Regions from separate parts of the Sus scrofa genome. Here region 2 is linked to region 1. Evidence: chromatin contacts called from public promoter capture Hi-C data. All regions are on one chromosome and are shown on one strand. The core of a region is the stretch at or near the end of the contact, and the rest is flanking DNA. Distances in the headings are between cores, read along the strand shown. Region 1 holds the start of NFYB (nuclear transcription factor Y subunit beta). Region 2 holds the start of HSP90B1 (heat shock protein 90 beta family member 1).

Region 1 (3,754 bases), core at 818-3,317:
AGAAAGGGAGGAGTTAAACACAGGCCAGTTTACTCCTTTTTTTTTTTTTTTAGCATAAAAGAGTTTTTTAAAAGTTTGATAACGATCGAAATTCATGTGATAAAAAGATCTTAATGGGCCAACTTTTTTAGGGCTTTCTATGTGCATTTACTTTAAATGACTTCCAAACCATCCTAAGAAGGAGTTAGGAAGTCCCCATTATAAAGGTAAGGAAACGATCAGAGAGGTGAATTTGGCCAGGGCCACTGAAGCCAGTAAGTGGGGGAGCTGGAATTCAAATCAGGTTGTCTGATCCCATTGTGGCATTGCTATTTATTTCTCTTGGAATATCTGGAGGCTTTCATTGGTCTTTGCTTCCTTATTTGCTCGGGAAATGTGAAAATATGCGGAGAAACAGTAGGAGCTTTATAAATAAAACATGGCTATATATTTTTAAAAGATTAAAGCTGGAAAGTTTAATGTGGCACCGGGCCACTTGTTTAGTGGAAGTAAAGGGAACGATTCCCGGCTCTGGTTGCAAAAATCCTGCCCCCTTTGTAGTGTGTGGTGTCTGGCTCACCGCCCATCTGTGAGAGTCACAGCCGAGGGAAGTCCTACACAGACGCAGTCAGGGAAAGACAGGCAGAGAGCCTGGTTGCGCGGAGGCAAGAAGGGGCCATGGATTCTGGCAGCTCAAATATCATCTGGTTGGGAAAAGCCACATGGCATGTCGCAAATACTGTGCGGGTGGGGCATATGCAACATTTTAAGCTGGGGTGAAGGCTGGCTGGACTGAGCAGGTTGTTAAACCTAAAGCAGAGGATTGTATCTTTAGGTGAAATCTGAAAAAACGAACGGGGAGCTCGGTGACCGAGAGGGAGCGTTGTGCATGTGGCAAACTTAACAGGGGCACAAGGCGAACAGCTGGCGCTGAAAGCATACCAGGAGGTAATCGCCGTTCAGATCCACCCTGTAGCTCGAGTGTCGCCTGGCCGGCAGCTTTTGCCCTTGGTTTCCCCTTCTTAAAACTCGAGGCGCAGGCAGGCTGCACTTTGGCGGGTGAGACACTTCCACGTGCGCCAGGGGAGGGGATGGAAAAGAGAGGGAGAGCTGAGAAATCATGCGCAAGACGTGGGGAAAATACCGCGGAAAGCCCGCACTGACCTTAGCACCGAGCCCCAGCCCTAGTCCCTGCCGAGGAAAAAGCCACCCGCGGGCTCCGCTCGCGCCGCAGGACCGACTCGCGGCGGCCTGCAGCGGGCTCTGCGGGCTGCTCAGCGCACGGGGCGGGGCTGGGGGCGGGGCCGTGCCGGGGCGGGGCCGCGCCGGGCGGGCGCGCGGGAGCTGCGGAGGGAGGGTGTCGCGCCGAGGGAAGCGGCCCGCGGCGGAGGGAGGGAAGGCCGAGTCCTGGAAGCGGAGCTCCGCGCTGGGACTGGTTCCTTCGCAGCCATTTTCTGTCCAACCAAACAGCCGATTGGAGACGGGAGCCAACCAGGGCTGCATTGGAGGTTTGTGTCTCGCTTCGGCCAATGATCGCTCCTAAACCGACTCCACTTTAGCTCGAATGAAATGTCCGTCTCCTCCCGGCGCCGTCCCCGCCGCCAACGCCGCCGCGGCCGGGGGCACTTGGCTCACTCCCGCCTGCCCGCCCTCCCGCCCGGGCCGGGGCCGGGGCCGGGCCGGCGCCTGCGAGGCCTCCCCCGCTGCGGGCCCGGCTGGGAAGCGGGCGCTGGGCCGCGGCGCGGCTCTTTGTGCGCCCGGCCGAGGAGCGGCGGGACGCGGGCCAGGCCGCCTCCTGCTCGCCGCCGCCGACCTCCGGGCCCGAGGCCGAGGAGGGGGCGCCGGGGCACCGTCGGGCCCCGCTCTCGGTGGCGTCCGGGCCGGCTCCATTTTGTGTGGCGAGCCGGCTGGGGGCGGGAGGATGCAGCCTGGACCCCCGGCCCCGATCCTCCTCCTCCGCCGCGCGGGGGCTCCCGGGGAGCGCCCCTCTTCCGCCCGCCACTCCGCGGGGGCATGGCAGGGCCGGGCCGCTTTGTCTGCCCCGGCACCCCGGGCGCCGCGCGGCGGGCGGGCGTTAGGCGCGGGCCCCGGGCCTGAGCCGGCCGAGTAGGGGGGATGCCTGCCCGGGGTGTCCGCGCCGCCCAGGCGGGACCGACAGGTCGGCCGGGCGGACGGTGGGACCCGGGCCAGCCCGCGCACCTTCGTGGGGAGGAAGCGAGGTCCCCGGGAGGAAGGAGTGGATTTGGTTTCCCCGCAGTCTGGTTTACGCGTATAGAATGCAGCCATCTGGCGGCTTGCGGTCCCTGGACTTGCCCCGAAGGTGGGAAGGAAGCCTTCCGGATTGGACTAAGGTTTTAATCTTCGGTGGGAGGCGGGGAGGATATACCGGGCCTCAGGAGTAGTCTTGGAGAACAAAGAATTAGAAGAGCACCTACAAGACGAAATCTCGCCCAGAGTACTCTAAAAGATGGTTTAAGCAAGGTTAAGTAGCATATGACCTTTTAAAAAATAGCATCCCAGCCTGCATGGACTGCACGGTTCCGTGCCACGAGTCACTGGGGTGGTTTCGGCTCTCTTGTATGGAGACAAGTCAGAAATACAAAGTGATGAGGTGAACTGATCAATGTAAGTGGCATTAACAAATAGGGGGTTTTATTAGTAAAGTTTAACCAAAATTCCTTAAGAGGCAATTATTCCGTTCTCACTCTGCTCCCGTAGTTCAATTTAAGGCTTATATTGGTGCAAAACTCTGGTTGTTGATGCCAAAGAATGGAGGGTGGAGGAAGGGTCTGCTGCTTTTCTTGGATACAGATTTCTTTAAACATTAAACATATGTATGCATTGCCTTGAGCTTTCACATATATCATAACCTGCCTGTAAGAAAATATATACCATGTGAGGTGATAGTGTTTCTCTTTAATATATTGAATCTAAACATATACTGACTCAACTATTTGGGTGAGTGATTGTGGTGAGGTGTGGCACCACCCCAACCCCCAGCAAAAATACATAAATATAGACAGCTCCTGTATTTTAAGTGTTCTGAGGATCTCTCTCCTCCCCCCACGGCACCTTTAAAAAATGACACTTCTAGCTACGAGGAAGGAATTTTCTGGGCAGCTTTGGGGTTAGAGTGAAGATGATATTTGGAAAGAAATTAGAAATTGCTTTTGGGATTACAGAACAGTAGACAATGTCAGCCAGTCTTTGCTGCATGGACCCTTGTAGTAGCATTTGAAAATTCAATTTGGTGGTTAGAGTTTTTTCTGTTTGCTAGATTTCATGCTTGAATGCATATCAGTATTTTGTCTTCTTTTAAAAATTAGCACAGAAAGGATATGTCTTTGTCTCCCCCCCCTTTTTTTCCCTTGAAAAAAGGGGAAGAGCAAATGAGAATGGAAATTGTAACATCGTAATTGATGCCAATTTATTCAACTATTTATGCCTTACAGTGAGAATGAAGTGCTATTGAGATGCAATTTTAGTCCCAAATGGTGATGCTTTAAAATAATACAGGTCTTAATTGACTGTATTCTCTTTCTCTGGATGTTCTCTGGGCAACATGTATCTTCTTCCCGCTATAATCTGAGATATTTAATTGGAAAGCATTATATCCTGAGATAAACTTGTCTTCCCTTTTGAGCTTTTGAACCCTAAATCTCACTCTAAAACATAAGGAAAGCCATCAGTAAAAATTAAGTTGATAAGTGGGATATTTGTGTCTTGGGTGTTGATATGTAATTTTTGGCCTCTTGCGTATTATATAATTTGGTGT
Region 2 (3,566 bases), core at 90-2,589, 200 kb after region 1:
CTTAGGGGCAATTTAGGAGATACTGTGCATGCACATGCTTGCTCCCCCTAACGTTTTCTCTACTATCTAGTAATTAAATTCAAAGTGTTAAAACTTCATCTGGACCTTTGGAGAATGAACATAAAAAAATTACTGTATTCCAGGGTTTCCCAGGGGTTATTTGCATCGTTCCGGAAGAGTACAAACCTCTGTACTATTTCATCATCTGTCCTGGAACCTTCTCTACTTTTACCCAGATCTTCTTCCACTGTCCCATCCACATCCACTTCATCCTCAGCGCGGACAGACCCTGCGGGAAAATGTAATACCAGAAAACTCTCAAACACCATAGCTCCATGTACTTCTTAGAAGAAACAAGATCAACAAGGCAAGGGTAGATGTTGCAAAATTCACTTGGAAAATATGGGAGGTGGGGATGAAAGAATGGATCCACTGGCTTGAATATCCAATATAAACCCATGTCAGCATATTTCTTATTTAAGTTCAGATACTGAGGTCCCCCAGTGGATTCTGAAATACGGAGGCAGCCATCACTTCTGAAAGGTGGCCCAGAGATTCTTCACAAACAGCGCTTAGCTGATTTGCTACCAGGCCCCCTGTACATTCACACGTGTTGCGCGCAGGCCGACACAAGGCTCCAAACTGACCATGCCAAACTTAGTCCTTCGATGTCACAGGTCAGAGCTCAAACAGAATTTGTGCAACCTCTAGCGAGGGGAAGTGAAATTGGGCCTAGGGGCCTGACAAAGGGAAGAAATATTTAGAGATTTTAAAATGTTAAGGAGTTTGAGCGAAAGTGAATCAACCGCGCTGCCAATGCCGGTCCGCTGCCCCAGGGCCCCAAGCTTCACAGTCCAGCACCTAAGAAAGGAAACTCGCGTTGGCGAACAGTCGGAATACCGGGGGCGGAGGGTCCTCAAACTCGAGCGGCCAAAGATTGCGGCGTTTGACAAAAGTCCTCGGAAGGGGACACGCAATGCTCCCAAGGGGCGCGAGCCCAAGCCAGGCCCCACTCCCAGAAGACTGAGACTTCTAAGAGCGGATACTAGGACATCCGCAAGAGATTTAAACGACTCCATTCTCCTTTTTTCTTTCCAGAGTAATTAGAGTAAACGAAATCCCCTGAACCTCTTTCGAGGAAAATCGATGGACATCCCCATCCGCCCAGCGCAGACCGTGTTATCCCCTTCCCAGGTTCAACGCCCCCAGAACCTTCGAGAAGAGGCCGTGTTGGAGCGGGGGGGCGTCCAGGGGTGCCCGCTCCTCCAGGATCACTCACCGAAGGTCAGCAGGACGCAGCACAGGCCCAGCACCCACAGGGCCCTCATGTCGCACGGCCGGTGAGTCTCAAGTCCCCTTTGATCGAAGGAGCCACCTCCGCCCCCCCTCCCCTGGGCTCAGAACCTCACAACCACAAGCCGTGCGATCCGCCCACTACCCCCCAAGCAGGTCGGGCCGCTTTTCACCCCCACTACTCGCGGGCGGGGGACGGGAAACACGAACCCGCCAATCGGGCTGCACCACGCACTCCCTGTACCCAATGGGAACTCGTAGGGGGGACCGCAGTCCACCAATCGGAGCTGTCCAGGTGCGGTGCCCGATGCCCGAAGCGTGGCTCCTTCCAATTGGTCAGTCTTGGCTCCTCTTCTCCAATCAAACGGTTCCGCGGGCCCCTCTCACGAGGGACCGCCCCTTTGCCTTGGTTGCTTTGGCCTCTAAGGGAAACCGTCCAATGAACGTCAGCACAGAATTCATCCCTCCAGGTGGAGAGGTCGCCCGGAACTACTTCCGGATCTTAGAGCGCGTTTATTCTGGGACCAAGAGAAGCGGTAGCCATGGCAACGCGCTCTTCACCTTTCCCTTGTCCCCGCGTGGGGTCATCTTGCGAATGATTCCGGTGCGACTTTTTGCAGCCAGTTTTCTATTTGGCAGTGCTTCTTGGAAAAGAGACACACGTGAGAGGTTGACAATCCCCCTAGCGATGTTCCATGGGGTGGTGAGAAACTACAGTTCCCGGCATGCAACGTACCCCGGGGAACACTGTAGTGAATGCTGGGAATCGTAGTCTTTATTCAGTTGCGTAGCTTGGCCCTTCTTTCCCCATTTTTCCAGTGTGTCTCCGCCGGAACTCTGTGCCGCGCGTTTTAGTGTTTACATTTCCTTCCCCTTGCGGTAGAGATTTGTACCTGTTCCAGACTCTTCAGTGTACACAGCCTTCAGAAGCGGGCCTAGAAAGCCGCCAGGTCTTGGGTGAGGCCGCCCAGTATTATGGGCTTGGGCCTCTCGAGTCTGGGACTCGCCTCCAGTTGGAGAACACGCTTTTCCGAATCTGTCTTCTCGCGCTTCCCTAGGTCAGCCGGAGCCCCTGTTACGTCTGTACTTTTCGTGGCCAGAATCTCCAGGCCTTCTGATTGGATTTACAGAAGAGGAGGACAGTGGGGCTATTTATTTATTGTCCCTTGAGAGATTGCGAGCAACTTTGATGCCCTCTACTCCTTGGTGAAGTTCAAAGGCGGTCACCTACAGAGCCCCTGCTGTAAGTTAAGTAGAGAGCGTGGTAGTAAAGCCAGTCTAGCATAGAAAAAACAAAAAACAAAAAAACCCCTCTCAATTTGACGGGCGCAGGAGGATACACCTGCAGATCTTTGAAAGCAAAACCTGTGGGGCTGCAAATGAGAGAGTGCAGCCTTCTAACTTCATAGAAACATAGAAAGACACGTAAAACACCAGGTGTCTTTCATGTGAGAAAAGTCCCTCAGGCTAAGCTGCGTCGTTAGAAAAGTTTTCTGTCTCTTTAACCTGGTCTTTACAGACCGCCCCCTACTCCGACCCACACCACATTCCAACAAAAATACTGCCTTCCTTAATGCTTTCTAGAGGTTATTTGACCTTCGAATTTGTTTTCTGATAATCATCAGAATTCCTGAAGACAAGCCTTTCAGTGACAGTCTATCGTATATATTTATAACTTCCTCTATTTAGGTTTGTCAATCTATTTCTATGGTTGGCTTACACATTGTGGTGGTGCCTAATTTACATCTGCCCAGAATTACCTGTATTTTTTTATTAGTAAGCCAAGGGCAACTTACAAAGCTTTTGTTATGCTTCTGTGGGTGCAACTATTTTTTAAAAAGAGTATTACTTTCAGAAATCTCAAAAAAAATTGCTTTTTTTTTTTTTTTTTTTTTTTTTGCTTTTTAGGGCTGCATCTGTGGCATATGAAAACTCCCTGGCTAGGGGTCAAATTGGAGCTACAGCTGCCAGCCACAGCAACGCAGGATCCAAGCGGTGTCTTTGAACTACCCCACTGATCACTGCAACTCTGGATCCTTAACCCACTAAGAGGCCAGGGATTGAACCCGCATCCTCATGGATACTAGTTGGGCTTGTTACTGCTGAGCCACAATGGGAACTTCCATTTTCATACGTTTTAACTCTTGTTTATTTTTTGTTTTTAGAAAAAGATGAATTCTTTCATTTTTCTGCATTTCACATTTCTTCACCTTCTCTATCTCTGGACAAGTAAGCAGCCAGTTCTAAAATGCAGATTCCCTCTCCACTAGCCA

Evidence for each region. Promoter capture Hi-C pulls out the DNA fragments that hold promoters and counts their contacts.
Region 2: a promoter capture Hi-C map of fetal liver shows a contact between it and region 1, with 2.7 times the contacts expected there. The contact joins the promoter of HSP90B1 here to the promoter of NFYB in region 1. A contact is called at or near these places in 3 of 5 promoter capture datasets (fetal liver, fetal skeletal muscle and liver), 3 of 47 Hi-C or Micro-C datasets (heart right ventricle and liver) and 2 of 2 datasets of contacts at active chromatin or transcription factors (alveolar macrophages and skeletal muscle).

The regions. Positions count from the first base shown.
Region 1 is chr5:80,332,446-80,336,199 of Sscrofa11.1, forward strand. NFYB (nuclear transcription factor Y subunit beta) reads left to right here and starts at 2,068. Exons shown (of 8, transcript NM_001144930.1): 1 at 2,068-2,604.
Region 2 is chr5:80,529,523-80,533,088 of Sscrofa11.1, forward strand. HSP90B1 (heat shock protein 90 beta family member 1) reads right to left here and starts at 1,340. Exons shown (of 19, transcript NM_214103.1): 1 at 1,280-1,340; 2 at 187-289. The coding sequence starts at 1,328.